7 separate regions of the Mus musculus genome follow, and all the other regions are linked to region 1. A link is a contact called in public Hi-C and promoter capture Hi-C data. All regions are on one chromosome and are shown on one strand. The core of a region is the stretch at or near the end of the contact, and the rest is flanking DNA. Distances in the headings are between cores, read along the strand shown. Region 1 holds the start of Slc20a1 (solute carrier family 20, member 1). Region 2 holds the start of Nphp1 (nephronophthisis 1 (juvenile) homolog (human)). Region 3 holds the start of Mrps26 (mitochondrial ribosomal protein S26). Region 4 holds the start of Ptpra (protein tyrosine phosphatase, receptor type, A). Region 5 holds the start of Vps16 (VSP16 CORVET/HOPS core subunit). Region 6 holds the start of Idh3b (isocitrate dehydrogenase 3 (NAD+) beta). Region 7 holds the start of Bcl2l11 (BCL2-like 11 (apoptosis facilitator)).

What was found. Promoter capture Hi-C pulls out the DNA fragments that hold promoters and counts their contacts. Hi-C and Micro-C count contacts between places; a contact is called where the count stands out from the background.
Region 2: a contact with region 1 is called in a promoter capture Hi-C map of pre-B cells, with 4 times the contacts expected there. The contact joins the promoter of Nphp1 here to the promoter of Slc20a1 in region 1. A contact is called at or near these places in 2 of 39 promoter capture datasets (liver and pre-B cells) and 4 of 115 datasets of contacts at active chromatin or transcription factors (T-cell acute lymphoblastic leukemia, astrocytes, embryonic midbrain and 1 more).
Region 3: a contact with region 1 is called in a promoter capture Hi-C map of liver, with 2.3 times the contacts expected there. The contact joins the promoter of Mrps26 here to the promoter of Slc20a1 in region 1. A contact is called at or near these places in 2 of 39 promoter capture datasets (both in liver) and 1 of 115 datasets of contacts at active chromatin or transcription factors (pancreatic cancer cells).
Region 4: a promoter capture Hi-C map of liver shows a contact between it and region 1, with 4 times the contacts expected there. The contact joins the promoter of Ptpra here to the promoter of Slc20a1 in region 1. A contact is called at or near these places in 2 of 39 promoter capture datasets (both in liver).
Region 5: a contact with region 1 is called in a Hi-C map of B cells, with 5 read pairs. The contact joins the promoter of Vps16 here to the promoter of Slc20a1 in region 1. A contact is called at or near these places in 2 of 39 promoter capture datasets (the 3T3-L1 cell line and liver), 1 of 484 Hi-C or Micro-C datasets (B cells), 1 of 115 datasets of contacts at active chromatin or transcription factors (forebrain) and 1 of 9 other capture datasets (adipose tissue).
Region 6: a contact with region 1 is called in a promoter capture Hi-C map of liver, with 2.4 times the contacts expected there. The contact joins the promoter of Idh3b here to the promoter of Slc20a1 in region 1. A contact is called at or near these places in 7 of 39 promoter capture datasets (the C10 cell line, cranial neural crest, embryonic stem cells and 3 more), 1 of 484 Hi-C or Micro-C datasets (muscle stem cells), 3 of 115 datasets of contacts at active chromatin or transcription factors (SST interneurons, astrocytes and epiblast stem cells) and 1 of 9 other capture datasets (adipose tissue).
Region 7: a contact with region 1 is called in a promoter capture Hi-C map of pre-B cells, with 2.4 times the contacts expected there. The contact joins the promoter of Bcl2l11 here to the promoter of Slc20a1 in region 1.

Annotation. Positions count from the first base shown.
Region 1 is chr2:129,197,090-129,201,288 of GRCm38.p6, reverse strand. It overlaps Slc20a1 (solute carrier family 20, member 1), which reads right to left and starts at 2,516. Exons shown (of 11, transcript NM_015747.2): 1 at 2,297-2,516; 2 at 1,225-1,840; 3 at 966-1,106; 4 at 704-789. The coding sequence starts at 1,570.
Region 2 is chr2:127,786,397-127,790,595 of GRCm38.p6, reverse strand. It overlaps Nphp1 (nephronophthisis 1 (juvenile) homolog (human)), which reads left to right and starts at 1,705. Exons shown (of 20, transcript NM_016902.4): 1 at 1,705-1,810. The coding sequence starts at 1,742.
Region 3 is chr2:130,561,893-130,566,091 of GRCm38.p6, reverse strand. It overlaps Mrps26 (mitochondrial ribosomal protein S26), which reads right to left and starts at 2,335. Exons shown (of 4, transcript NM_207207.1): 1 at 2,102-2,335; 2 at 1,865-2,011; 3 at 1,661-1,784; 4 at 698-1,154. The coding sequence starts at 2,313. The coding sequence ends at 1,035. It overlaps 4930473A02Rik (RIKEN cDNA 4930473A02 gene), which reads left to right and starts at 2,343. Exons shown (of 9, transcript NR_040348.1): 1 at 2,343-2,438.
Region 4 is chr2:130,448,114-130,452,312 of GRCm38.p6, reverse strand. Ptpra (protein tyrosine phosphatase, receptor type, A) reads right to left here and starts at 2,035. Exons shown (of 21, transcript NM_001163688.1): 1 at 1,755-2,035. Gm52562 (predicted gene, 52562) reads left to right here and starts at 743. Exons shown (of 3, transcript NR_165481.1): 1 at 743-778; 2 at 869-1,020; 3 at 1,530-4,199.
Region 5 is chr2:130,422,643-130,426,841 of GRCm38.p6, reverse strand. Vps16 (VSP16 CORVET/HOPS core subunit) reads right to left here and starts at 2,522. Exons shown (of 24, transcript NM_030559.3): 1 at 2,395-2,522. The coding sequence starts at 2,447. Pced1a (PC-esterase domain containing 1A) reads left to right here and starts at 2,554. Exons shown (of 7, transcript NM_178762.4): 1 at 2,554-3,430; 2 at 3,950-4,029; 3 at 4,138-4,199. The coding sequence starts at 3,307.
Region 6 is chr2:130,282,548-130,286,746 of GRCm38.p6, reverse strand. Idh3b (isocitrate dehydrogenase 3 (NAD+) beta) reads left to right here and starts at 2,296. Exons shown (of 12, transcript NM_130884.4): 1 at 2,296-2,365; 2 at 2,499-2,576; 3 at 2,711-2,809; 4 at 2,918-3,038. The coding sequence starts at 2,330.
Region 7 is chr2:128,124,091-128,128,289 of GRCm38.p6, reverse strand. It overlaps Bcl2l11 (BCL2-like 11 (apoptosis facilitator)), which reads right to left and starts at 2,252. Exons shown (of 4, transcript NM_207680.2): 1 at 2,038-2,252. It also overlaps a transcript of Acoxl not described here.

The DNA of each region.
Region 1 (4,199 bases), core at 1,267-3,766:
CTCACCCTAGAAAATAGGACAACTCTGTCTCCTGAGAAAAATTCATTTATTCTTACTGTAATTCAGCCCAGAGTCAACAAAATCCCTTGTTGTCGACTTTTTTTTTTTTTGTGTGGAGCCAGGCTCAGTCTCCATGATAAAAGAAATTGCACTAAGTCTCTCAAAAGGGGTTTTCAAGTAGTCAGGAAACTCAATGGCTTCCTGTTTTTTTAAAGCAAAAAGAAAACAAAACAACCCCCCCCCCAACAACTCATCCCTACTCTTCTTACTGAGAAAGTGGAGTCCCTACAAGTAGAAAGCCTCCTCTAGAAACTTCTATGTACTTGACAATCAACATGGGAGAGGAATTTAAAAAGGATTCTGTGACCTGTTGAACTAAAAGGTTACAATTCCACTTGTCCTGAATGTAGTGACCTAGACAGACAGAGCCACCTTAAACAATGTTCTTAGTTTTCACTCCCAGTCTCTTTATTTCTTGGCAGACCATAGAACTACTCAAGTTTTTCCTTCCTGAATGCCCTCTGGGGCATTAAAAACTTGCTTCTTTCACAGAACTCCACAACATACAGGAGGTATACAGAACAAAGAACTTTTTAGCTTTTCAAAGCCACATACTTACATACCAGTCACATCTGAGAAGAATACCAGTGAGTTTGAACAAGACTGAATGTGACTCATGAAAGGTCGCAAGTAGAAAGGTTACCTTACGGAGGATGAACGCACGAACAAGGAAGAATAAAATTCCAGACATAATACCAGAAAGCAGCGGAGAGACGAACCACGACATCACTGGAATAGAATACAAAATGAAGTGTCAGGTCTGGAAAGTACGTTTTTGTTAACAAGACCCCGAAATGGTAGGTGCTCCATTTCTGATACTCTTCAACTTGCCCCTCCACTTCACTCCCACTCCACGACACACAGCAGCACACAACGAAAATAAAACCATTTAAAATTCAACATACCAATTTTTATCAGTTCAGACCACTTGACACCCTTCTGCCCATTTGCCACAAGGGAGAAACCAATGGTTGCACCGACAATACAATGGGTCCCAGAAATCGGAAGCTTCAAAAACGAAGCCACGAGCTGCCACACAGCAGAACCTGAAACAGAATTAATCAGATTTTGTCAGGTAGATGGCAAAACTGTTACATAAGCAGTGCGTCCTTGCGGAGAGAAGGTTCAAGACTGGAGCGAACATAAGGTATAACTACAACTTACCAAACATAGCACTGACGGAGCCAGCCATGAGCAGATCTTGAGTTTCGTTGTACAGCTCCACATCTATCAAGCCGTTCCGGATGGTTTCGCTCACTTTGGCCCCCAGCAAGGCGGAGCCCACAGTTTCGAAGATGCTAGCTAAGATGCAGGCTTGCTTCAGGGTCACTACACCTGAGCCTACAGCTGTACCGAACGAATTTGCTACATCATTGGCTCCCACGGAGAATGCCAAGACAAATGCAATGATGAAGCCCAGGATGAGCATCCATAGATTGTCATACTTCGGTGGAGCGGAAGCAGTAACAGCAGCTAGGGTACTAGTAATCGTTGCCACAGTAGATTCCATTCTCTAGTGTAGTGGTTCTTTAAATAATAAGAGAATTACTAAGCGGCTTTTGAGATGTGTAAACGGAATGAGGTATCAAAATGCTATAATAAATAGTATATATTATATAAAATTAAATACTGTAAACTACGGCACGGAAACCGAGCTGGGGAGTTACTGCTATACGCTGCTGCGTCTGGGCGTCTGTTGTCTGGGGTTTCTTTGGCTCTGGAGGGCTAAAAGCACGGAGCAGAATTCCATGGCGGATTAGAGAAAGGACGCAAGTTCATCCTGGGGGGACGAAGTGGAAGAAAATAACAATAGCGGCGCATCTCTGGGAAGAGGGCAGCCTGGGACTCCGCATAGTCCCCCCCCCCCCCGCCCGTCACTTATGTCTTCAGTCCCCCAAACGCTGTGCAAGGTGGGGCACAGGGCGATCTCTGTGCTCCCCCACCCCCCACCCCGTCCCGCCCCGCCCCGCCCCACGAGTTCTGTTCAGTCTCCGGCCGCTTGCCCGCGCGCGCCCTCCGTGGATGATCGGAAAAAAGACCATTCCCGCGCGCGCCTGCCGAGGACCGCCGAAAAGGCCCGCGGAAGGGCGCGGCGTGCGTGGGGAGGCGGGAGGAGGACAGCAGCGTAGCGGGGTCCTGCAGCCTGCATCCCACCCCCGCCAGCCAGCTCCCCACACCCGAGCCCACTCCAGAGAAGAAAGGACCTTTGCACCACCGGTGCCGCGCCGCCACTCACCAAAGGAAACTGAGGGCCGAACAGAGAGACCAGAAGAACGAGACTGAGGCAGGCTCGAGCCACGGTCGCACAACCCAGGACGGCAACACCGGGCACAGCACGGAGGGACTCTCTACCCACTCGTGAAGCAGCCGCGGGCGCCTCAGCAGGCGAGAGGTGAAAACACGCAACGCGCGCCGGCGGCCATCATATAGAGAGCATGCCGCCGGCTCCTATTTATAGCCGGTTCTGCGCCCCACGTGACCTGCCGAGCCTCGCGCCCGCCCGAGGTCCCGCCTCCGATGTGACGCAACCACAGGCTGGTCGGGCGCGCCTAGCCGGGTGAGCTGGGCAGCGGCGCTGATTGGCCTGGACGTCCCCGGGGCCCCGCCCCCAACGAGGAGCTGGTCCACGTGGGACTGGCTGGCCGCCTCCCTGCAGCCTCGCCCGGGTTATCCTGTCTGCGCTGGCCACGCCGGGTGGCTGCGGGCGGGGACTGTGGGGGAGTCTCGCCCAGACACGCGGGGACTGAGGCCGCCACCAAGGTCGTTCCGAGTTTCTCCCACGCGGGCCCGGGTCAGCTCGGTGGCGACGCGGAAGAGCGGGTGTGCTGAGACTTGCCCTTGGCCGGACCCGATCTGTACCTCGCCCGGAGAGGGTGGAGGGATCTCACGTGGCCACCTCGCTCCCGCAGTCACGCACTTGTGTGAAAACGGAAAGATTCGGGAGTCACGAGGATAGGCTTGCGTTCCCAGCTGTGGCACTGCGCTGAGGGAGAGCCATGGGTCATTAGTTTCCCGGCGCCGGACCTCCGTTTTAGGAGCCCCGGCTATGGCGCAGCGGGGAGGATGTTACTTTGGATTCGAATTCTTAACTCATATTTGCTGCAGTGTGTCACCTTGAACAAACCCTAGGTCTCCTCAAGCCGAGTGCTCTGGAACGAGAAATAATAGCAGAGTGAGAGAGACTGGAGGACGGGTTGGAATTGTGTGTAAAGCACAACAAAGATGCATTTCCTGTCAGCTCATCGGGGCTAGTGGCGACAGGCAGTACTAATTCAGGTATTCTGGTTACAAGTTCTTACCCAGTAAGGAGAATCATATTAGCTAAGATATAAGCATGTGACTGGAACTCAATAGATGTTCAGGAAATGAACCTTCATTTCCTCGTTACTTTTTTTTTTGAATGTGCCTGTTTTAGAATATAGGAAAAGGTTACAGAGGATGTCCTCATCCTGAAAGTTTTCCCATCCCCTTTTGAAATAAAGATTGCTTCCTGGTCCCCTACATGGTATAAGGTTGTAGTTCTGACAATGGATTAGTTCGTTTTATTGCCTAAGCTCAGAACTAACTAGTCACCACTCCTTGGGAGATTTAAGTTATGTGGGTTATAAAGAAACTTAAGAATTCCAGCCAGAAATACCCGGTTTAGAACGCTCTAAAACGCTCTCTGCTCTCCAAAGGTAGGGCAACGAATAGCAGAAACAAACATGTTGTAAATTATAACTTCACAGGAGTGTCCTGTGACCTATAATTTGGTAGACTCAGAATCTCGTATAGGTTATACAGGTCTATTGACCTCAAGGTCATGGCTGGAAAACAACCTTCATGTTCCAGGACACTGACCCCAGTGTGTAATTCTGGCATCTTCAAATGCAACACTCTTTGCCCTTACTTCTTTCCAAGGTCATAAAACATTGAATAAAAGGACTGGTTTGTTAAAAGGTTGTTAGTGTCCTGCCAATTAAAACAATTTTTGAAGTAATTATTTGTGAGGAAATTGCTCATGACTTTGCCCACTGTTTGGATGTGCTTTGCTTCAGTCTGTTGATGACCATGCTTTTGCCTCTTGAAATTGAGACAACCAAGGTGAGCAGCCATGGTGAATAAGGCCCATCCAGGTACAAGAGCAGAATCCAGAGCCA
Region 2 (4,199 bases), core at 456-2,955, 1.4 Mb after region 1:
CTGTTTTAGGTTTTCGTTTGTTTTATGATTTTTTTTTATGAGTTTGAATGTTTTGTGTTTTGTCTGCATGCATGTCTGTGTACCACATAGATGCCTACTTGGTACTTGCAGAGGCCAGAGAAAAGTGTCACATCCCCTAGAACTGGAGTTATAAGGCAATTACAAGCTGGTTCCTGGGAACTGGACCTAGGTCCTGAGCAAGAGCAGTCAATAATCTTAAAAACGGAGCCATGTCAGCAGCCCTCGTCTCATTGCTTAAGTGCAGCATCCGGCTATGTTCATCCTTTTCTAAGTCACTTCTAGCATCCTGCTCTAAACATGTAGGTGCCCTATGCCCTTGCTCTCTACTACTACTACCTGTTTGTATGTCCTGTGTGTCCCTAGCTTTGTAGTGGACCATTCCCCTGGACATTTCTTTTCCTTCTACCCTCCTACTTAACTATATGAAGTTCCCTCTGATAAGTTATTTCTCCACCGGTGAAATGAGCCAATTCAAGCCAGATTAGTGAGTTCAATGACCCAAAGGACCAAGGCCAGAGAAATGACAGTAGGAAGAGAGAAGTTGGGGAGGGGAAAGAGAAAGAGAAAGGTTGCCGGTAGAGGGAGAGACCAAAACCTCTGGATTACTTAGGGAAGAGCCTCAGGGGGGAAGGTCAGACCAGCACCTGGGCTGTAAAGTTTAAGGGTCAGGGTATGTTCGATAAGGGCTGAGGGATGCTGGAAGAATCTGGAGACCCGGTCTGCTTTGATATGTAAAATACGCACTTCAGTTCCTTCCCAGGTTTCCCTGAAGTAAGTTCAGTGACCAGTGTTCTTGGAGAACAAGGCAGGGGTTTCGTGGTCCCTGGTTTCCCCGTCCGAAACCAAATACTCTCCTCCCCCCCCATCCCCCCACCAGAAAAGTCTTCCATGGACACGGTACTTTGCCCATTGAAATTGGGAGTCAGGAGTCACAATAATAGATACCTTGGCAATAGTATACCAGCTCTATCCAGTGGTGAGCTTGGACCATCACCATTCTTAAATCCAAGGTTGCTGTCGAGTTTGGGTATTGGATTTAGAGGGCTGTCTCCTGAGAGTGAAAAGAAAACTGGGGCTCTTGAGAAATCTATTTGCCCGCAGGCTTGTCCCACATGGCAGAATCAGCACCCCCAAAGAATTGAGGATTTACCACATGAAAATTTTCGAGAGACACTTCAGCAATACCCCCAAATGGCAAGATTTTAAAACCGTCTCTGGGCCAAGTGTGATAGCACATACGTTTAAGCCCAGTACTAGGGAGGCAGAGAGGCCCGCGGATTTCTGTGAATTCAGGGCTACACCATGAGACTAACAATAAAACCACCTTCAGAGTGAACGTGCAGCGAAATCGAGTCCCACAAATGCCAAGGGAAAGCTCTCATAGCTAAGGTTTTCCATACTAGAACTATTTTTGAAGATTAGTTTCGCAGACCCGGCTTCAGAAAGCTGTGTAGAACAGAGCACCGCACGGTGTGAGGTCGTGATAGTTATGAGACCTGCAGTCAGGGACTCCCGGGGACCTCTACTACTATCCCTAGGAATCCAGAGGAAAGGAAAGGACTTTTTTTTTTTTTTTTTTTTTTTTTTGCAAAGCCTAAACCGACCGTTTAGTGCAACCTGTGGCACGGGGTTGTGGCGCCCGCTGATAGCGTCATCTTGCTGAGCCCTAGCTTTGGTTTCCCTGACAACCGGCGCGGTCCCGCCGGCGGCGGCTAGGCCGATGCTCGCCCGGCGGCCGCGGGACCCGCTGCAGGCGCTGAGGCGCCGCGGGCAGGAGCTGAAGCTGCAGGTAGGTCCGGGGTAGAGGGTCCCACATCCCAGCTCCTCACCGGGAGCCAAGCGCCGGGTTCTAACCCGGGGCCCCCGCCGTAGATAAAACCTCCAGAAAGCCTTGCGGGTCAACTAAGAATTCGGTCTAACGACTCACCAACCCTCAACACTCCTCATCCCTCAGGCCCTTGTCTAAACTAGCCAGACCCACCCAGCCCAGCGCCCCTCTCCTTTGAAATTCATCACTTTCTCAAAGTGTAACAGGTGTCAACGTATAGTCTTAATAAACTAACCAAGGACAGATTAGTAATTTCAGAAAAGTTAATTTCAAAGATGATCAAACACAAAAGATCACAAAGATTGTAAGTCACAACGCACAGTGCATGGAAGACGTGATGAAACAGGCGATGTATAAGCTATAGTGTATGAGCTACAGCATTTCTGGACAGCAGTTTGACAAGATATAGCAAACATTGATCCTCCTAGGCTGGTTGATACATTTCCAGGAATCTACCACTTGTAATAATTTTCAATTTGGGCAGAGATGCTTATTATAATAAAAGAAACTGGATATGAATAAGTGATCAATATTAGAGGGTGGATAAACTAACCATAAATTTATTATTGTTCCATAGGGCTCCTCAGTTCTTGTCTTGAGGAAAGAGTCTTAGTGGCAGGATACAAAACTTAAAACAGAAGTTTATATAGCAAAGCAAAGCGTACCCTCCAGAGAGACAGGAGTGGGCTGCAGGAGCCGGAGGAGCCTGGGAGGTCTCCCAATGTACATTTTAAACAAGTTTTAATCGATATTGACATGAGTGTGTATCCCTCTGTTGGTGATCTTGAAGTACCCATGTATGGGGACAGCAAATGTCAAAATTACAACGTAAGCAATATAATGAAGTGGAGTCTTTTGAGGATGCAGCCCTTTTATACAAGTGTGACAACTGAGTGTTCTTGCCTCCTTAGTTCTAACAGGAACAATGTAACTTCAGCTTCAAGAGTGTTTAACCACAAAGGACTGTCAGGAGACACAGCTACCAAGACAGGGAGGTGGTTTTCCTAGGTGATGTCATTTGTAATTCCTTACCTACCAGTATCATCTGTTGGGATCTGATGGTACTATGAAGAGATTTTTGCTAGAGCTTTTGGTGTTAGGGGGTAAAGAATTGTGGTAAGACATCAAGTTAGAAAAGGCGTGTAAGGACGTGGCTCCGTGGTTGAGAGCACTGGCTTCTCTTCCAGAGGTCACTAGTACAGTTCCCAGCACCCACATGGTGGCTCATAGTTGTCTAACTCCTGGGGCCCTGATGCCTGATTCTGGCCTCCAGGCACCAGGCCAGCATGTGATGCACAGACATGCAGGCAAGCAAAGTATTCATATACATATAAAAGAATGCAAAGTGCAATACATACTATTTCAATAATATTTGTTTTACATCGTGTATATAAAAAGATGTAGGGGGAAATCAGGGCGGGCTAGAGTGTACAGCAAACTGCAAATGATTCTTGTTTGCCTTTATGTGTTTTTTTTTTCTCAAGACACTGAATTCCTATTACTCTTAAGCATAGCCACAGGGAAAATTATGTAATTATAATCTCAAAAAAAAAGAGGTAACAAATAGCCGTTACTGGATTGTTCATTTGTTTTTCTGAAATTCTTTTTTTTTTCCATTTTTTATTAGGTATTTAGCTCATTTACATTTCCAATGCTATACCAAAAGTTCCCCATACCCACCCACCCCCACTCCCCTACCCACCCACTCCCCCTTTTTGGCCCTGGCGTTCCCCTGTACTGGGGCATATAAAGTTTGCAAGTCCAATGGGCCTCTCTTTGCAGTGATGGCCGACTAGGCCATCTTTTGATACATATGCAGCTAGAGACAAGAGCTCCGGGGTACTGCTTAGTTCATATTGTTGTTCCACCTATAGGGTTGCAGTTCCCTTTAGTTCCTTGGGTGCTTTCTCTAGTTCCTCCATTGGGGGCCCTGTGATCCATTCAATAGCTGACTGTGTTTTCTGAAATTCTTAATTTATCTTAGACAGGCTCCAACTATGTGGCTCTGACTAGTCTTGCACTTAATAAGTGGACCAGTTTGGCCTTGAGCTCACAGAGATCCTCCTGCATGCTGGCATTAAAGGTATGGACCACCATGCCCAGCTAGTTCACTTTTTAAATATGTGATCTAGCACCACATATTTTTTTCCACTAAATAACTTATTTAATAATCTTTAACAGATTAAGAGATTTCCTAGGCCAGGCATGGTGGCACAACGCCTTTAATCCCAGCACTTGGGAGGCAGAGGCCAGCTTGGTCTACAGAGTGAGTTCCAGGACAGCCAGGGCTATACAGAGAAACCCTGTCTCGAAAAACAGAGAGAGAGAGAGAGAGAGAGAGAGAGAGAGA
Region 3 (4,199 bases), core at 1,086-3,585, 1.4 Mb before region 1:
GAAAGCAAAAAGGCAGGCAGCTCATTCACTAACATGTATACATTGCAGTCATGAACATCTGGGTTTGATCCCTAGTACCACATAAAAGCCATGTGCATCTAATCCCAGTGCCGGGCAAGCATACACAGATCAATTCTCTGAGGCTGGCTGGCTAGATAGTATAATTAGTGAGTGCCAGGTTCCAGTGAAAGAACCTGTCTCAAAAGCCAGAATAAAACACAGTAAAAAATAAACTAAAAAAACCAAAACAAACTTAAATCAGACCAAGGTGAGAGTCCTGAAGAATGACACCAAGGCTGCCCTCTGGCTACCACTTACACACACAGAAGGGCAGCAACTGACTGGAAGAAGCAGGTTTAGCTTGGGAGTCTACCACCTGCTGAGTAGTTCAAAATATGATAGATCAGGACAGGGCCTGGTTACAGAAGTCACTGCTGGAGAGCCATCAGGAGAAACAGGGCACCCTTTTTGCTTCCTGGATCTTGGACACACCAGACCCTAGCCAGAAAATCCCAGGATTGAGCAAAGCAGGTACCTAACTCATAGCTCAGTTAGGTGAAACTTGCTTCTGGCTAGAAACCTAAAGACTCAAATAATTAGGGACAAACGCCTTTGATTTTACAAGCAAGTTAGCATCTGGTGTAACTACTTTCCTCTTTCATTAGCACTGTAACTATAGCCAGTAAATGGGCAAGACTGGGCTCCAATACTTTATTTATAAAAGCAGGAAACATTTGGCTCACACGACTCCAAGAGACTTACAAGACAAGCTTGGCTTCTAGAGGGGACACAGTCCAGTCCGATCCTCTGTGCGATAGGAACTTCCCAGAGTTTAATGCTGCCCTGAGTTTGTCTGTGGTGCCAGAACAGGGACATCTGGGAGTTCCCAGTCAGGTGGTGAGTGCCGAGCCTGGAGTGACTGAGGTTGCTCTGGAAACGGCTGAGCCATCCTCCTGGGATGTACCAATTCCTATCCCAGTACACAGACCCTAGGCAAGCACTGTGCTTATTTGGGCCCCCAGAAGTCTCTGTGCTCAGTTCCTGACCACCTGCCCTTCTTTGGTGACGGCCCAGTTGTAACTCTTCGGAGAGTCCAACGCTTCTTCTATCCGTGCCTCCAGGTTCTCCCGAGTGATGAAGTTTTTTGCCTCCTCCTACAGGAAGAGAAAGGTTGGCTTTGTGGGATCTCTCCCAGAGCTGGCTGCCTGCACTGTCTCTAGTCCACGGGTGTCAAAAGAACCCAGGGTCTCTTTGAGTGTCCCACCAATCGTCCAGCACAACTGTACTAGGTGACCTCGACCATCATATTGCTCTTCCTTGGACAATCACCCATCAGATCTCTCGGCCACAACCCAAGAACAAATCGTGACAACCTGATTAGAGGTGGGTGGACTCTCTCAAGTGCATGAATCCCTCTTACGTGTTAAAAAGCGCTCCATTCTCACTTACGGTTTCCCTGACTTCAAGTTTCACAAGGCAATACTAGCCTGTAACCTTTTACTGACCATTGCCTGCGAGGCATACCCTCTGCGCTGATGGAGAAGCCTCCTGAAGACTCTGGTCACTTGACGCCCAGTGCTGTCATCCCCCCCCCCCCCCCCCAGCCTCCCTTGCTGGGGTCTCCAATGTCCACATTCCCCATGACCTCCTGCATGCCCACCTGCAGCTTGAGCACTTCTTGCTCTTTCAGTTGCACCCAAGCCTGCTCCTCCTGAGCCCTCTGGGCCTGGGCCTCAGCCTTCTGCACCTCCTGGGCCTGTGCTTCCAGCTGCAACCTCGCTATCCTGCGAGGGGCAAGACGCCGAGGGTGAGCGGGGCCACAGATGAGCCTAGCCCAGCCCACCCAGTCCCGGGCCTCTCGCACCGTAGCTCCTGCATTCGCCGGTTCTCGTCCCGGTTCCAGGCCATCAGCTCCCGGTGCTCCGTGATGGCCTGCTGCGCCTTGCGCTCGGCCAGAACCCCGGCTCGGGCCTCGTGCAATTTCCTTCGCACCTCCAACGTGAACTCTAGCCTGGGGAGGACGGGCTTCGAGTCAGCACCCACCCTCGGCCCCGGCCCTTCCCGAAGGGCGTCTGCCCTCCACACGCACAAGCACACGCACCTGAGAGCGCGCACGGTCTCCCGGTACTGTCGGTAGCGCTCGGTCAACACGAAGAATTCCGCAGGGTCCACGGCGGGAGGCGTCTGCACCCGTCCGACCTTGGATTTGGCAGGCGGGTCATGGCGGGTCTTGCGGCCGCGCACGGGCAGGAGCAGCGGGGTCGGGGGCCGAGTCTCCGGCCGCGCCGCCAGGCGGTTCAGAGCGCGCAACATGACAGCCAGCGCCTGCGCCTGCGCCCGGCCCGGAAGTGGCCGCGGAGCACCACGGGAGCCTCCTGTCCTCGTCCCTGTTGGGCGGAGCTCTTGCTGTCTGGTCCAATGCACGTCCGGACTCTCGGGTAGAGTGGGAGGGGTCGAGGGGCACCTTGGAGACCCACAGCTTGCTGGGCTGCGTCGCCCGCTAAAGACAGCTACACCGCAGGACGCTCTGCCCACTTGTTCACAAGTTTGGACACCGTCCCAAGTGTGTGGCTCTGGGGCTCTCTGGCCCGCCGATGGCCTGTCTACCCTCCCAGACCTGATGCAAGAAATTTGGAGTTCCTGGCTACTTTAAACTTTAGATTTGCAAACCATTTCCTTGCACTGCACTGCCCTGCTGTGGTCTTGGGGGAGCTCTGCAGTTGCCAGAGTTCTCAGTATCAGTGACAACTTGTTCTCAACTGGGCGACCTGTGAGGTGACCCTTGTCCTCTTCCACCTGACCCGGGGTCTTCCCACCTCGAGACTACTCTTATTTATGAAGTACAATTTCCTCTCCAACTGAAGAGAAACAGCAGTGCAGCAGGGCAGAGAGCATCTGTCTCAGAAGTAGCTCGTTCCCCTCTGCCTCTCCAGCAAGGAGAGTTGTTGGAAATCAGAAGCTGACCCGAGTACTGGGGAACTGAACTTTCACCCCACTCATTAGTATTGTCTAGACCAGATTCTGCAGAGAACACCAGGCCATGGTCCTGCACTTCCAGGACACTTGGGAGTGTCTGAGGAGCCAGGACTGGGTGCAATAACAGACATTTTCTCAGAAGAGAACAGAGGCTGCTTAAACCCTGCTCTCAACTTCCAGGCTTGGTGGAGGCCCAGTCTGCACTTTCTTTCTCTCAGTCAGGCTTTGGAGATGAGATGCCAGAGTGTACTCTGGAGTCCTGGGGGCAAGCTGGTGACAGGTTTTCCTCCAGGGTTCCGGCCATAAGACCATTGCTGGGCCCTGGAGGATCCAGGATGGATGGTCTGTGGAAACCAGGGCATTACTGCTGCCCTACCCTGGAGTACCACAGGGTTGCTCCGAATGTCAGGGAACCTGACACTCCCACCCTGTTTTTGTTTTTGTTTTGTTTTTTGGCAGGGTCTCACTAGATAGCTCTGTCTAGCCTGGAACTTACAGTGTAGATCAGGCTCACAGAGATCCACCTGCCACTGCCTCCTAAATTCTGGCATTAAAGGCATATGCCACCATACCTGTCCTAACCCTTTCTTCTTCAGGGTCACCCTAGACAACCGGCAACTCATCTCAGATAACTTAAGTGTCTAGGCCAAGAGAATATTCTAGGGTATGGGCCATTTCCCTAGAGGCTCCCTAACCTTGCTGGCTCTGAAGTCCTCTCGCTAGTCAGGTGCACCCATCCTTTTAGAAGGTTTCATAAATGTAAGAGATTTAGATCTAAGGTAGATGAAAGTGTGGAGTCACTCTGAGTAGATAATGCTACAGAACTAGAAGGCAGGTTTTCTGCCCTCTTTCTTTGGCCTGATGGGGATGTGGACTGGTATGCAGTGGTGATGAAAGTAACTGTTTCCATTCACTGACCCTCCCTGCTAAAGTGGCAAGATAGAATTGTTGAGGGCAGAAGCCAGGAAAGGAGGCTTTTCTGGGCACTTCATGGGTAGAGGCACAGAGCTGGAGGGACGGAAGCCTCCTCATTTACCAAGGGGTAAACTATGAATGAGGTGATTCCAGGTGACTGTAGGACCCTATTCAGATGGTTCCTGGATTTAACGATCAGGCCATTCTATTTCCTCTGGTGTCAAATCCAGTGATATCTTTAAAACAAAAACCCTCAAACAGGGTCTTTCTTATTTGCTGGCCTTATATTTCTAACAAAGCCAAGGCTG
Region 4 (4,199 bases), core at 786-3,285, 1.3 Mb before region 1:
GATTAAACAAGATAATTCATGTAAGGCATTTATTATATAGCCTGTCACAGGCACACAGAAAACAGCAATTATTATTACTCTAGTAGCACCTATGATGTAACTGTTTATATCCACCTGTCTCCCATTGGTCTGTAATCTTCTCAAAGATAAGAATATGACTTTCTCACTTTCATTTTGCATCTCAAGTACTGTGGCTGGCAAATAGGTGGTATATGAATGCACTAAACCAAGGGGTTTGCTTTTCTGGTTCTGTATTCACCCAGATAATGATCAGTGGTTAAAAGGTACCTAGTCAAAAGTCTCCTGGATCTGACCATGGGGCCACTGGGGCAGAGAGAGGAGAAAGGTAACTGAGGAGTTGTTGGCTTTTCAGGGATAGTCAGGCAGATGCTGAGAAGCAGGTAAGATTTTGGGAAGCCTGCCAGTTTCTCCCAGGTGTGACAGCCGTGTAGACATAGAGAATCAGAGTCTGCAAGTCCCGGTATGGGCAACCCACACTCCAAGCAGGCTGCCAGGAAACACTAGGAAACATTTCTCTTGGGAGGTGGTTGAGGGGCTTCAAGATAACTAGGACGAATTCTATCAGGGAAGTCTTAAACAGGACCCAGAAGAAGCCGGTCCGCAAGAAGCTTCTCAAACAAGGAAGGCCCGGAACCAGGCAAGGAAGGGTGAGAAGGGGGACCCTGAAAGCAAAACCCTCCCACATATGAGGGGGTGGCCGAGCCGCTCCGAATGGCTAAACACAGCGTGGAAGAGAAAGGAGAATGAGAGGACTGAGGTAACCATCAAAGATTAAGTTCAGGAAGGACTGCCAAGAGCCTTGTAGGGAACGGTAAGGCATCTGGGTTTTCCTCCATCTCATTCACAGAGGAAGGAAAGTGAAGGAGTTTTTAAGCACACAAATGACAGCGTCTGATCTACGTTTTCGAAAGGAGTATCCAGACAGAAAGATGTTCATCCTGTCCCAGTCTTTCCTCATCCACCATCTTTTGGTTCTCTGGCTGCTTCAAGAGTTAGCAGGTAACAAGTGGTGCCATAGCCGGGGACATGAGGCTGGTTTTCAACAGAAATTCCCTATCCTAGCCAAGGGCTTCGGCCGACATCACACTCTGTCCAAGAGGGTTTGGAACATTTTTTTGCTTGTCCTACAAATATCATCACTATCAACAACAAAACCCTCTAATAGACAGGATCATCTCTGCCTCTGTAGTTGTTATTTTTAGGAAATATTAGGGGCTCAACCCCCCCCCCCCGTGGCAATTTTTAAGAATTACTGAAAGTAAACACAGGAGATGTGCGTTCCCAAGTGGCTGCTTTTGAATTCTGGGTAGCTTAAGTCCATATTTTCCTTCTTAAGCATACACAACAGTTGGGAATGGGCGGCAGAGAGGGGCCTGGGAGTAGGACCAGGAAGGGGTCTTAAGGGGAAGGTGGGAGGTGGGATGGTCACTGCGTGTGCCACCTATCTCCTCCCATTAAATGGACCTGAGCAAATCCCATTTTCGCTGCTCAAAGTTTTTTTCTTTCAGAATGAACTACGGCAGCGCCCTGGCCCGGGCCGGAGGAGGACGTCCGCAAAGTTCCAGCCTGTCTGTGTCCCGCACGTTTCCGGGACCCCCTCCCCCTGTCCACGGTGCCAGGATGCACAAGCCAGAGGCGCTCCTCCAGGATAGGATCCAGGGACCGCTCCCACGCGCGGCCGAGCCACCCCACCTCCCCGAGCCCTCCCGACGGCGGCAGGCGCGAACGCTTACCGAGCCCGGCGCTGGGCGGGACCGCGGGGGACGCGCACGGCAGCTCCGCCTCAGGACCGCGGCGGCGTCTCGGCCCGCCGCTCCCCTCAGGGCCGCCGCCCGGTCCGCTGCTCGAAGCCCCGCGGCGGCGGCGGCGGCCTCGCCTCCATGGCGAGGAGAAGCGGCAGAGAGAGGACTGGGCTGGAGGCTGCGATGGCGGCGTGGTCCAGGGGTCTGTGCAAGATGCCCCCGCGAGTCCCTGTCAGCGCCTCACTCGCCGCAGCCTCTCTCCCGTCGCGGCCTGGGCTGTAAGGCGCTTCGTCATTGGCCGTTGAGAGGCGGGCGCTGGTTCGCTGACGCCGGGCGGGCGTCTCCGCCTCCGTGAGCCCCACCCCTGCGCGCCCCGCTGCGCCGCGGAGTTCCCCGGGCGCACTGGGGGTCTCCGGGTAACAGGACAGGACGCTCCCTATCCTCCCCTGGCACACGTCTCCCACCTAGTCACGGTCCTAGGCCCCCGGGCATGGGCTTTTTTCCTTGTTTACAGATGAGGAAACTGACACCAGGCACAAGCCACACCAACTGGTGAACTCAGGCACTCGAAAGCCATCTCCATCCTTCTCCAAATGTGATCCTCTCTCTAACACACCCCGCGCCTCTGCCTCTGCCTCTGCCTCTCTCGCGCTCTCGCTCTCTCTCTCTCTCTCTCTCTCTCTCTCTCTCTCTGTCACACACACACACACACACACACACACACGAGAGAGAGAGAGAGAGAGAGAGAGAGTTAGTTGTAAGGCACTTAAAGGATGTAATTGCGAGAAGAATTTGCCTAGTACCTAGGACCGGTCTAGCTCTGAGTATGTCATCTTAAATAAACCAGCCCACATCATCCCCACCCGAACCCTAGGGAAATCTCTCTTGCTTTCCAGATGTGCAAGCTGGGCCTGATTCTCTAGAGCTGGATGGAAGCACAGCACACGGTGCTCCGCAGCGAGCGGGGAGATACTTCTTGATACATGCATAGTGGTCAGGAGAAGATTGAAAGCGCTGAGAGAGACCAGGGAAGCGAACAGCGTTCTTTGTGCATCTAGCTTCTAGGAACCATAAGTCGATTTTTTCGGAAGGTAGCAGTCCTCAGTTTAGAGCACTTTGGATGCTGCTAGACCTAGGGCGCCAAGTTAGAACTCTATGCAAACACCCTTCCTTTATTTGTTGAATAAGTAAGTGTGCGCAGACCAGAGCCAGGACCTGCAAATGTGCGTTGAAGCGGGCCTTCTTTAAACTTCCTCCCTCTGGGTAGTAAAAACCTCTCCTTGAGTTAAGATTTGTGACTCTTGATCTCCCTCCTCAGGGCCATCTCAGTGACAGTCTACAAGACCTCTATCCTGTCTCCTAAATGTCAGACTCCTGCCAATGAGGTCCGCTCCTCCTACAAGTTCCAGAAGCCCATTTCCTAGAAAGTACAAAGTCTATCAGGGATGCAAATACACAGCAAATTGAAAAGTGACCAAATGAAAAGTTGGGTCTTTCACTAGAACACAATACTTTACAAAACAAGACCAACACAGAACAAAACAAATCTGAAAAATACTGGTTCTTGGCTAAGAAAGCAGCCTCTTGGCTTTAGAGCAAACCCTACCAGCAAACTTTTTTTCTTTTCTTTCTTTTTCTTTCTTTCGGTTTTTTGTTTGTTTGTTTGTTTGTTTGTTTTGTTTTGGGGTTTTTTGTTTTTTTAATTTTTTTGAAATTTTTCTTATTTACAGTTAACCTATGACTCCTGGTCCTTTTCAGAGCTCCCTACCCCATTAGCACAATCAAGAGCCATCTTGGAAGAAAAATAAAATAGAAAAAAAGGAACCAAGAGAAAGATAAGTGGGAGCTCCCTGTTCTCTGCTGCATTGGTGCCTGCAGGTAAGAACTGGAATAGCAGGGCTGAAGGATAGGATTAAAGGAGCCCCATTTCCCCTCAAAAGTCCAAGTCACTTCCCCTCCCTGCCTACCTTTCTGTCTAGTAAATGAAGCAATGAGTTGTTCTCTATGTCCTGAATGCAGATCATGCACTGGACACCTCTCAGAGTAAGTCAGAGATGTCAACTCTCAGGAGCAAACATTCTGGGGTGGACATGGGTAATAGACTAACAAGAATGTTCACTAAAGTGCCAAGGTGAAAATGAAGCCAAGAAATACGAAAATTGAAATAAATGAAAACCAAGCACCTTCCCAGGCTACTTACTGCCCATCTTCTGAGGGTCATTTGCTGAAGTTCTGTAACTAAGACCAGGCAGGCTCTCTGACCTCATCTACTCTATGGCCACCATGGGTAACTTAATCTAGAAGCTCTTCCATACTTGGCCCCAAGCTTAAATCCTAACCCAAACCCTTAGATAGGACTTGATCCAATCCCAGACCACTGACACAGGCCTGCTTGTACAATTCTCAAGGAGGAAGATATTTTATACTAATTTTAGT
Region 5 (4,199 bases), core at 1,273-3,772, 1.2 Mb before region 1:
TTCCACACATGTATGTGGTGTGTGTGTACATATGCGTGCATGCACGCGTACACACACAAATGTAAAATCAAAATTTCTATGTTTTGGCCCAAAGAGTCTACCACATACGTCTCTTGGGTGGGTTATGGGGAGCTTTTCAAAACAAGGTTTCTCTGTATAGGCCTGGTTGTTCTAGAATTCACTCAGTAGTCCAGACTAGGCCTCAAACTCAGAGATCCACCTGCCTCTGCTAGGATTAAAGGCATGTACCTTTCAGAACCCAGACTCTCTGTTACTTAGCTTCCTCATTACTAAGTTGGTATGAATCATGATTTAGTTTTATATGGTGGTGATAATTAAGAAACTATACATAAGTACTTAGCATAATATCCAGTATATAAGGAAGTCATTTTTGTTAGCAACTTAGGACATACATATCAGTCCCAGGAGGTGTAACACTTCTAGGCCCTTCTTGAGTCCAGCACTTCTGTGACTCACTCACATCTTCTGAAGCATTACCTATCTACCCATGAAGCTGACTCTCCATAGAGTAAACAAGAGGAGCTCTGTCGTAATGTGGTCATCTTCCTTATGCTCTGATTTTAAAAGTCTGGGTAAGCAACAGGTATTTTTACAATAGCTAATATTTTATATTTATTATTTTTTAGCCTTTTAAATATGTATTTGGGGACAGAGTCTCATCTTGCCAAGGCTGGCCTCTGATATATATCCATCTAAGGCTGAACTGGCAATCCTAGTCTTCCAGCCTCCACATGCCAAGGGCTATGTGTTATATGAGGTTGTGGATGGGACACCACACTCTGCTCATTAGTATTTTCAGTTGCTTCATATTGTACATGTGTCTAAGAGAAATCATGACTAAACAAATGTAACAGAGCTCTAGAAATTACCACAAGGCATCCTCTGTCTAGAAAATGCATTACATTGCAAACAACACAATTCCATTTAAAAGTTTGGCTATGAGCAGAAGCAAAGTCTTCTGGGTTTTTTTGTTTTGTTTTGTTTTGGTTTTTTTGGTTTGTTTTTTCGAGACAGGGTTTCTCTGTATAGCCCTGGCTGTCCTGGAACTCGCTTTGTAGACCAGGCTGGCCTTGAACTCAGAAATCCACCTGCCTCTGCCTCCCAAGTGCTGGGATTAAAGGTGTGCGCCACCACCGCCCGGCTCAAAGTCTTCTATTGAAATAAGACGCCAACGCAATGTCTTTGTGATCTTCGGGTACATCAATAAAACATTCTTTACCATTTTGTTGGGTAATGATTAGGTTTTGCTTGTTTCTGTTATTATTTCAAGACAGGGTCTTACTATGTGGCCCTGTCTGGCCTGAGCTATAGAGCAGGGTGGCCTGAATCTCAGAGTGCTGGGATTAAGAGGCGTGGGCCACCAAAGGCTGACCAACTATTAGGTAACAGGCACTAGCCTAAATATGCATGGGAAATAGAAGTATTCTTAGCCTTCAAGAGCTTAGCACGAGAAACTCATACCAACACTGCCCTCGTGTGCCACATATGATAAGACTCTACAACTGGACCTTTGTGAGGCATAAAAGGATTCTACTGTAGGAAAACCAAGCAGGTCCTGAAAGATGAGCAACATTCTTCAGGGTGATAAAGAGGAAAATAGCAATGCCCATAGAAGCGACTATAGAACTGTGCAAACACAAAGCCATGGAATTGCCTGGTGTGATGAGGTCCTGCAATTAATTCTGTGAAGCTGGTACACCCACGGATTGAGGATGATTGAGGTTAAGTTGGAAACCACTCAGAGAGTGACAAATGTAGGCTGACCAATTGATGAGCGCTCCACAAGCAGTTTGTACTTTATATCTTAAAAAGAAATAAAGCCAACGAGACGGTAACCATTGTAATCACGTTACTAGTTTTAGCCTTGAGAAAGACCCACAGCTAAGGGCACTCCAACCCCGGTGAGTTGCCACTGCCTCGGGTTCCTCATTAATAGTGCCCCAAGACTGAAAAGCGGTTCATCCCCTTTTCTCAGCTTTGGTCAGTACTGTCACCCCGCCCGCTGTGGCGATCCCGCCTTCCTGTGAGAGCCCCTGTGGTCCGACTTCAGCAGTTTCCGGAAGGAGACTGGCACTCGCTGTCGCCGCGGGGCGGCCTCCCTCTACGTGATCTAAGCATCCTTCCGGAGGCCAACAGACCTCGGTTTAGGGGTGGCTTCTCAGCTTGCCTCAGTTGGCGCAAAGGAAGGACCAGATTGCTGCCCCTAAAGTGCGTAAAGTGGCAGACGCTCAGGCGAGCCGCCATAGGGACGGACGCCAGCACGCGTAGTGGCCGGGGCGAGCATTGCTGGCTCTGCCGGGAGGCTCAAGCCAGCAGCAGACAAGCAAGGTAAGCTGGGCTGTGGGACGGAAGGTGGGGCGTCGGGCAGCTCACCTGTAAAAGGCAGAGTCCCCGAGTGGATTCCAGTTCGCAGTGTAACAGTCCATGTCTAGTACAGCTGGCGGCAAGAGTCGCCGAGGAAAAACCCGCCTAGCGCAAGCTCAGGCCGCACTTCCGCTTCCGCCCTTCGGGGTCACGTGACGAGGCCGCCTTAGCGGCCATCAGAACTGTGGGCAAGCTACGCTGAGCTATCGTCCTGCCCTCGGCGCGGCGGCCCGAGTGGACCTAGCCCTGGTTTCTGTCCTCCACAGCGGCCAACCTCGCTGCCTTTCTGACTCCTCCGGCGTTGGGGATCGCATAGGGCGGGACACGGGTGACCGAAAGTGGGAGCCATGAGCATCTGAGGCACAGATGCTGGAGGCGTTGGCTGGACCACCGTAGCGCACGCATGGCGAGCGCTGGGCGTCGAGCTGCGTACCTACAGCTAACCTGGGCACCCGGGCTCTGTGGGGCGGGATCTTTGCAGAACCCACCGCTCTCCAGGGGCATGGGATCATTGACTCTAGATCAGGACATCGCTGCCGAGACGCTGTCGCACGGCACCTGGGCCTGCCCTACTGGCCCGTGAATCCCTGGAGCCCCCGAGAGACTTGGTAACTGGCGCGAGCGGACGAATGCGCACGCGCGGGGCCGCCGTTGACACGTGGCAGGGCAAAGGCGTCTCTGCGCGCGCGAAGCGCTGTAGTCTAAGACTACGGCCCAAGTGACCCTTCTTCCCTCCGAGTGTGATAAAGGCTGCTGCCGTGTTGGGATTCGCCTTGCCGCTCCCACTTTCCTCCCCATTACACAGAGCAGCCAGGGAGGGGCCAGCGCGCATGGGTCATCTTGGAACAGACCGGACCTACCTAGAGTCCCTGCCCTCTGTCAGCTTATTGGCCTCTCCCTGCAGCTGGTGTCAGTGGCAGCATGGTCTTCTGTTTGGAAAACGAGATGCCACACCGCCTGCTGGGAAGCGCCATGGTCCACTTCCATGCCTCAGAAGTCCAGCAGCTGCTACACAACAAGTTCGTGGTCATTTTGGGGGACTCCAGTGAGTGACCACTCTAGGATGACATTTCACCGCCCTGTATCTTCAACCTTTTCTTTGTCTGCACGCCACATCTCCATTTCAGACTTCTCCATCTCTTACTCTGTTTCAGGACACTAGACTGCATTTTTTTCTTTTTTAAATTCCCTATGTACCTTCCCTGGGTGCCCCGGCATATCATTTGTGCACTATTTTTTAGCCCATGAGTGTGGCATCTTTATTTGTTGTTGCCCTTCATGATTTTCTTAAAAGGACCTGTGGGCTATGTTGTGTGTTTTCCTAGGGATGGGACCAACTTAATTTTGCCATTTGGTCTTTGGTCGCTGTACATAAGCTAGAGGAGAGGGAAATAGCTGGAAAGAGCAGAGCTAGGGCTTTAAAATCTCGTCTTTTCTTCTCTAAGCCAACCCTCCATAGAGCTGCTGTTGGAGAGTCAATCCCTGGAAAACAAAGGCCTTCATTTGGGAAACTCTGGGAGGGGGTGAGGCCGACCTTAACCTTGGGATCCCTGTCTCCCTGCAGTCCAAAGAGCTGTGTATAAGGACCTGGTGCTTCTGCTCCAGAAAGACACACTGCTCACAGCTTCCCAGTTAAAAGCCAAGGTGAGAGAAGCTTGGCAGCCATGCCAGTGTTGGGTGGGTGCAGACCCTGGCCTGAAAAGGACCACCTACCTGGCATGGATCTGACCATCGGGTGGGGTGGGTGGGCAGGGGGAGCTGAGCTTTGAACAGGACCAGCTGGTGGCTGGGGGCCAGCTGGGAGAGCTGCACAA
Region 6 (4,199 bases), core at 1,047-3,546, 1.1 Mb before region 1:
GATGAGTGATTGGATTCCCTACATGATCTTGGCCACTGCATCTCTATTATTGGTTGCCATGGTCTTTCCTCTCCTCATCTCTCTTCACACTCTGATCCCTTTTCCTTCTAGGACAGTTCTTGCCACAGGAACCCTCAGATCTCCACATTTGCTGTAGCTTAGAGTTATTAACATTGAGCGACTCAGTCCAGTCTGTCTGGACCAATGGTTTCCTTTGCATGAGTTACTCAAGCTCCTCCATTGCTTGCTCACAGTATACACTCAGAACCACCGTCCGGTAAGAGTATAGGAGATTCCTAACATCGCCAAAACCCCTCTCATGTCTAATCCAAAACAACACATGCCTCTAGTGGGCACTTCCAAATCTGACTTCTTTTTGAAGGTTATGTGAATATGTCATATAGTACTGGTGGTCGTCTAGGGGAGTGCCAGGTTTGTTCCTTGAAATGGACAGAGAACTGAGTGTTCAAGAAAGACAGAAGACCAAGCCATAGAGAAAGCAAAAGTAGAAGTTTTATCTTTTCGAATTGGGAGAGGCCCTAAAGCTGGGAGTCCACTATATTGATGCTGTTTGTGTATTTTTAAAAATATTTATTTTATGTGTATGCCCTTGAGTGTATGTATGTGCATCATATGCATACAAGGGTCAGAAGAAGTATTGGATCCCCAGGAACTGGAATTACAGATGGTTGTGAGCTGTCATGTGGGTGCCGGGAACAAAATCTGGGTCCTCTGCAAGAGCAGTAAATGCTCGTAACTACGGAGCAGCCTCTACCCACCCCCATGTATCTGCTTGTGTACTTTATAGGGCCCTAGAGTCTTCTCCCTGATGGTCCTGCTCAGATACCTGATGTGCCTTGAGTGAAAATGGCCAGTTTGAACTGGAGAGAGAGAGAGAGAGAGAGAGCCCAGCTGCTTCCTGATCTTGCTGCCGTCCCTTCCCCTCTGTGGTGACTGGGGTCTCCTGGAGCCATGAGCTAAAGTAAATCTGTTCTTTCGAAAGCTGCTTTTGTCTGTGTTTTGTCCCAACAATGATAAAAGTAATTGATACAAGTCCATTAGGCAGGCATGGGGTACACGCCTTTAATCCTAGCACTTAGAAAGCAAAGAGGCAGGTGGATCTCTCTGAGTTCCAGGTCAGCCTGGTCTACATAGGAAGTTATAGGTCAACCAGGGATATAAAGAGAGATCCTGTCTCAACAAAACATACATGCCTGTTCTGATACACTTTCCGTGTAGCACTCAATAAATTATATGAGATACTCAACATTCTATTATAAAATAGACACTGGGTTTAGCAATCTAATGGAGTTTTGAGAGGAGATGATATAGAGGACCCGCCCCCCATCCAGGATCCCTGGGGACATAACTAAGCAGCTAAATCAATGTCAGTAACTCTTTATTTCCAGAAGTAGTGGGAGAGAAACTATCAGCTATCATGATGAATGAGTTTTCTGTTTACTGCATGAGAACAAATTCATGAGTGAAACACACACAGATCTATAATCAAACTATTGAAAACACACCATTTCACCTGTAATACATACATGGCTAGAGGTGCCCTGCAGGATAGTTATAATCTTCATCATATGTACAAAGGAGAATGTACAGGGATATACACAGCAATGTTGCTGAGAAGAGCCCAAATCAGATTTCATACTAGGTATCTGCCTATTTAAGAAAGGATTAAGCAATTTAGTAAATTTAAATTATAGCATACTATACAGTGGAGCAAAAGAATTAGCTTTTATTTTTCAGCTTCTTTTTTTTTTTTTCCAGGATGTGGTGGTGCACACCTTTAATTCCAGCACTTGGGAGGTGGAGGCAGGCGGGTCTATGAGTTTGAGGCCAGCCTGGTCTACAGAGCTACCTCATCAACTCCAAGTTAGTTTTCTTATCATAACCAGTTTTCTTTGTAATCTGAATTATTTTACCTATTTAAAAGAATTCTAAGTGACTAACAGTGAGTACTAGTTAAGAGAATAACGCATAACAGAACATTCAAACATTCACAAATTCCCAAGACTTCTCAACTTATTGTTAAACTCACATCCTTGTTCAATACTTGGCCATATATATTTGGATGTTGTTTTGAATTTTCAAGAGAAATTAAATCTGACGAGTGAAAACAAAGCAAACAGACAAACTGGTTGTGTGTCCTGTGACCCTACATTACCAAACAGAAGGAGAGAACTCAAGTGAATCCGTACACACCGCCGATTGGTACGGGAGAAAGAACCGCCAAGCTCGCCAGGGCTGACAGGAAGTCCAGCTCCCACGACCGCGCTCGCTTCCGGCGTCACTTCCCCCGCGACTTCCTCGGCCGAACATGGCAGCGCTGAGCAATGTCCGCTGGCTGACCCGAGTGAGGCCCGGGACGACCTGAGCGGAGGGTGGGCGGGAGAACAGAGGGTTTGTCCGCGGTTTCCAAAAGAAGGCAAGGTCATCGCGGTGTAAGGGGCCGCGGTGTCCCCGATCTGACCTTGTGTCTGTCGCAGGCGGTGCTCGCCGCTCGGAACTCCGGGGCATGGAGAGGTCTCGGAACATCTACGGCTCACGCCGCTTCCCAGAGCCAGGTACGCTTGAGTCCAGCTTCGTTCTCGCCCATCCTTGTCGCCTCCTTGCCGCTCCCCTGGGTTTCCCCTCCCCACCTCTTTCCCTCTGACTCCCACTTCTGCCCCTGCTCCATCTCTGCTGGCCCCACTCACAGGCACAAGATGTGAGGGTGGAGGGTGCCTTTCCTGTGACCATGCTGCCTGGAGACGGCGTGGGGCCAGAGCTCATGCATGCTGTCAAGGAAGTGTTCAAGGTGAATAGCCCGGGGCGGGGGATGGGTGGCGGATCAGGCTACAGGGATGGATGGGTTGTTGGAAAGTTCAGACCTGACCCAGCCCTGTGCTTGGACTTATCCCTGAAGGCTGCTGCTGTCCCTGTGGAATTTAAGGAGCATCATCTGAGCGAGGTGCAGAATATGGCTTCTGAGGAGAAGCTGGAGCAGGTGCTGAGTTCCATGAAGGAGAACAAAGTTGCCATCATTGGTTTGTATGGCACTCTGTCATTTAAGAGCAGTGTTCATAAAGCCCCTCTCTCTGCAGTGTGTATATATCAGTTTTCCAGACTGGCCTCTACTGACATTTAGGAATTTGTTTCTTCTCAGTGGCAAACCAGGAGTTAGTGATGTCAGGAAGGGGTTGGGACCTGCTGAGGCTGTGTCACCGGGGTCAGACCCTGTTAGTTGTGTCTGCGTGCCCATTCTTTTTTGGTTTGTTCATTTATTGTTTGTTGTTGTTGTTGTTGTTGTTGTTAGTTTTTCCAGGTAGGGTTTCTCTGTGTAGCCCCGGCTGTTCTGGAACTCTCTGTAGACCAGGCTGGACTCGAACTCACAGAGATCTGCCTGCCTCTGCCTCTCTGCTCTCTGCCTCTGCCTCCCAAGGGCTGAGATTAAAGGCACGGCCACCCTAACCCAGTGTGCGCTGATCATTCTAACCACTCCATTTCTTCTCTTGTGCTGTTTTATTCCCCATATTGGATTTTTAAAAATTTATTTATTTATTTATTTATTTAGCTTGTAGGTTTCCTCCTATAGACCCACTTTCTTGGACAGCCTCACTTGCAGGGCCAGCTTTTGCAGAGGAAAGTCAGTTCTTTATAATCTGGCCCCTGATGTTCCTGTTTTCCTTTCTACAATTTGTTCTGTGCGTTGCTCACAATCCGCTGTCCTAATTGTCCTGTATATGTCACTGTGTCACCTATCAGGATCTCCACTCACTTGTGGCATTAGTTTCCTATGACTGCCATTGGATGCTACTGAAAATAACATATATAATTCAGTTCCTGAAGCTACAGTCCCTCTAAGTTCCTTGGGGCAAGTTTGATCCTCACCAGCAAAATACCCAATTTCCTTTTCTTGTTTTTTCTTTGTGCACAACTACTATCAAATGGCAATCAACCAACAACCCCTCTCTGCTTCTCAGGACCCTAACATTTCTATACCCTCTTGAAAAGCTCCCACAATTCTAAATGTTACATAATCACAAAAACTACCTGATCCCAGGCAAAACCACACCCGGCATGAGGCAAATCTTAGTCAACTGCTGTGAAGAGTCTGAAGCAGACCTGTATCCCACACCTGGGAATAAAACAAAAACATAGTCTCATAACATTTCAGTGGATTTTTTTATAAAGAAACCAAAATTCTC
Region 7 (4,199 bases), core at 1,003-3,502, 1.1 Mb after region 1:
TTCCTTCAGGACAAACTTGAATCAAGTCTGAAAATCCCAGCGGGCTCTCATTTCCCGGGCTCAGATGCGGAGCTGGAGCACAGGAGCGGGCGCAGATGCAGAGATTGCAGGCGGCTGGCCGCCTTCCCTGCTCCGGCCCCATTGTTTGCCGAAAATGCTGAGGGCAGCAAGTCTGGAGAAGGTTTGGCAGCGGCCGTCAGTCGTAGTAAGTGCGTCACAATAGAGTTTGTAACTCCGAGCGCAGCTCCGCCCGGGTCGAGCGCCCTCGGCCGCAAGGTCCCTCCTGCTGCCTGCCCTGCGCGCCACCCCAAACACTAAACCACTTCTCTCGGGTGCAACCTTGCCGGAATGTGCACACTTCCAAAGAGGGCCTTAAGAGACATCCCTTTGAAAGTTCCACACCTAGCTGCGCGTTCTTGGCAATACCCGGCGCAAGGCTGACTCTTTCCCTCCCCGGGCCACCATGCCGAGACTCACGTCCGCCCCTTCCCTTCCGAGCGCGGCGTGTTGCGCCGATCGAACGACCCCTGCACGTCGCCACCGAGGAGGCAAGGGAAACAAAGCCGGGTCCTGGGCTCCAGGGCCCCGCGCCTGCCCGTCCGCCCTCCGCCACGCTCCGCCGGGGAGCCGAAGGTTTCGCGCGCCGCGCCTCTGGCCCGCGCTGCACCGGCCGCCGCCGGGATCATCCTCCGCCTCCTCCCGCTCCGCCCCTAGCGCGCAGCTCCCGCCGCCGCGCGGGCACCGCCAGCCCTGCGCCCCTGGCGCCGGCTGCCAGTGCTCCCCCATTGGCCCGCGCGCAGTCGCTCCCCATCGTAACCAATGGGCAGAGGCGGTGGGGGCGGCGCCTACGGGTCAGGCAGCCGAAGGCAAGGCGATTGTTGACAAACTCGCCGCCCAGCGCCGCTCAGACTGTGCCGGCCACCGCAGCTCCGGCTGGAACTTAGGGGGCCGGGCAGCTTCGCTTTGCGCCCCGCCCCACCCCTGGGCCAGGCCGGGACGGCGCGCGCTTTGCGGGAATTCCCGCCGCCAGGGCAGCGGGACATTAGAGACAAAGCGAGACACGCACCCCTCGGAGATCCGCGAGGCCACGATCGCACTCCAGGCCATTCCGAGCCAAGTCCCTAATGCCTCCGCAGTCCCCTGAAGAACTTCTCAGCAACTTCACCTGCTGTGTCCCCATGTGCTACCGAGTGCTACCGACACGAACCAAATATGAACGACCATCTCGGGTCTCGGGCATGCACATCCAGACCTCTGCCCCCACTGTTCAGTTAGCCTTCCTCAAGCAGTGCCTGCCCCGTGGGCAATAGGCTTGCGAGCTCAGGGGTCCGCCAGCCTATGCGACTGGGTCCCGGTGCAATCGGGCTAGGAGTAGTCGGCTAGCTGGGGCTTGGAATACGCGTAGCCTAAGTGGTCCTAGGGGGGTTACGGGGTTTCTTGTCTCCTGTAGATACGGTGTTCCTCAATATCCACAGGACGGTCGCAAAAGGAACCGGGCCGCCAGGGACATCCGGAAAGGAAATTGACCACTATGGCCAAACTGACTTGAATGGGTACAAGCAAAGTCTGGGCGCGTGTGATTTTAATACTCAAACCTCCGCAATGAACCCGCGTCAGCGAAGAGTTAAGTCTACCCGCCCGCCGCTACCGCGCGGCTACTTCTCCCGGGCCGTCTGGGTCGCCGCGACGCTTCCCGGCTGGACGCACTACCGGCACCACGAAGCGGGACCTCGGCTCCAAGCCGAGACCACGCGCCCTCCTTGCCCGCGAGAGATGCCTCAGCGGCCCCTCGTGCGGCATTGCGTCCCAACCCAGTCTTCGGCTAAGTGCCCGCAGCTTCAGTGCCGACAACCCTTCCCCAAAAGTGCCTTGGCACGCAGCGACCTCGACCCGACTCCCAGCGTTCGCCTCCTGCAGCCACGCGGGACAAACCAGTGCCTCCACCCGCACGTGCGACACCAGAGACAGATGAAGCCGCTGCGGCGCCTGTCTTCTATCCATCCCCAGCCTGCGCCCCGGGAGTCGCGGAGTGTTTACCTTGCGTTTCTCAGTCCGAGAATCAGAGTCAGACATTGGGTGGACGAGGGCCAGGGGAAGGGCGCCGAGGCGGTGGCGGCGGGAGCAGCGGAGGTGGTGTGAATCCAAGTGGAACACAGCTCGCAGAGCGGCTGCAGGAATCCGGTGACGGCGACGATGGCAAGGACCGCAGAGCTCCAACCAGCTGGTGACCCAGTGCCTGCGGGGAGCGAAGTGAAAGCAGCCTGCTCTTGAGACTCTGCGGTAGTTGAGCCCCCGCCCCCGCGCCCAATCACCGCGGGCTCCGCCCCCGTTTAGTCCGGCCCCCGGCAAGCCGGAAGGTAAGCCCCACCCCCCACGGCCCCCAGGCCGCTGGCGCGTGCAGGCTGCGACAGGTAGTGGGGAGGGTGGCCCCGCCGGCTGTCCTGCAGTTTGCGTGCGCCGCCCACCCCGGCGTGTTTACCCTAGTGTCTTGGCCTGCGGGCAGCTGCATGCTCGCCCATCCTCCACTCAGAATGTACCCGCCCCTCCCCGTCCGCCCGTGGCGGCCACCTCGCAGAGCGGAACTTAGGGGGCGCTCAGGGTACACTGCTCTGTGTCCAGCCCGGCCGCGGGCGCCAGTTGGAAGCCTCAGAAGGCGTCCCTCCGCCCTTGCTTTGCACAGCTTCTCAGCCCCAAACCATGAGGATTAGATTGGTGCAAGGATGGGCACTGGCCTTTGACTGTCCTTTCCTAGAATTCCTGACCTCCGGGGGACTCAGATCAGCAAGATGCTCACCCCTCTTCGTCTGCGCCTCAAGCGAGATTCTTCGTCGCCGCCGCCTTCTGCCTTCTGTCCTCCTTTAGGCTCTCCTTAGTGTTGTGTTTGTGTGTGTGTGCTGTTGTTGTTGTTGTGGTTTATATGTTTGTTTCCCTAGTGCCCAGTTACTTAAGAGGCAGAGGTGGTGGTGAGAAGGACAGTTGAGAGACAAGAGAAGCGGGAAGCTTCAGGGAGCGATGGGCGGGCACGACAAGCATATAAAATAGGGGAATGAGAAAGTTAGCTGGAAAAGAATAACTACAAGGAAAAGGAGGGGGGCTACCAAGGAAAGACGGTTGTGCCATGAGCGGTGTTGGGAGCCTCGAAATGTTTGGGGCTCACAGTGTACGCCAGGAACTGTCTATCCATCGGTCCGCCGATGCTGGCGACCATGGAGCAGCGGAGTTCAGGCCGAGCTGGGAAAACCATAAGGGGGTCGAAAAAAAAATCCCTTGATCTTCCTGAGGCCTTTGTGATTCCAACAGAAGTCTGGAAGTCAATGGCGCCATGTGCATCCCCACCCCCAGCCCCTTCTCTCATAGCGGCGGCCCAAAAAAGCTGCTCTGGAAATGGAACGTCCCACTCCCCACACGAGATTAAGGAAACTCTATTAATGGGCTACCCAACCTGCATCCAGGCTGGCAGTAAGTAGGACGTAGCCTTTTCTTGCAGAACAAGTGTTGCGACCTGCCGTCCCAATCAATGTTGGGCCATCTTGGTCATTTTGGTGTTTGTATGCGGATCTAACGTCACGGTGACACAGCACAGCCCCATGCTAAAGTCTAGCTTCTCAAGTGAATCCTGAGTGAGATCAAAGAAGCCATTGGTTCCCAGGGAAGCTGGGGTGTTCAAGGCAAAGCCTTGCTCCTGCTGGAGGTCAGGGGTGATCGCTACAAGAGCGCACAGGGCAAGGGCGTGGATGAAGTCAAGTACACCGCCGATCCAGGTCTGTCCTGACCAAGGTCTGTGAAGCAGTACTGTGCCTTGGCCACTCGGCATCCCACCCATGCAGCCCAATCTGCTACTGCTACTCTGGGAGTCCAAAGCCAGCAGCAAGTATTCTGCGCCCTCAGCGTGGAGCTAGGCGCCTCATACTTGGACTAGAAAAGAACCATACAGGGGTGGGAGGTGGGGGTGGGGAAGCGCTGGTGTTTCTTTGTAGGAGCAGGCTGCTCTGGAGTCTTCCGATTCTGCAACCCTGGACATGCTAAAAGAAAATATACAGGCACTGGGGAAAGCAACGGGTTGGGCTATGTGCTCTTTTTTAGGTCCTAATTAGGAAGCCGGCCTGGAGGCGGAGGCTCTTGCATCACCAGGGAACAAGGCAGTCAGGGGAGCTTCCACCAAGTGCCTCAAGTCAGGTAGCCGCGGGCCTTTGGGCCCA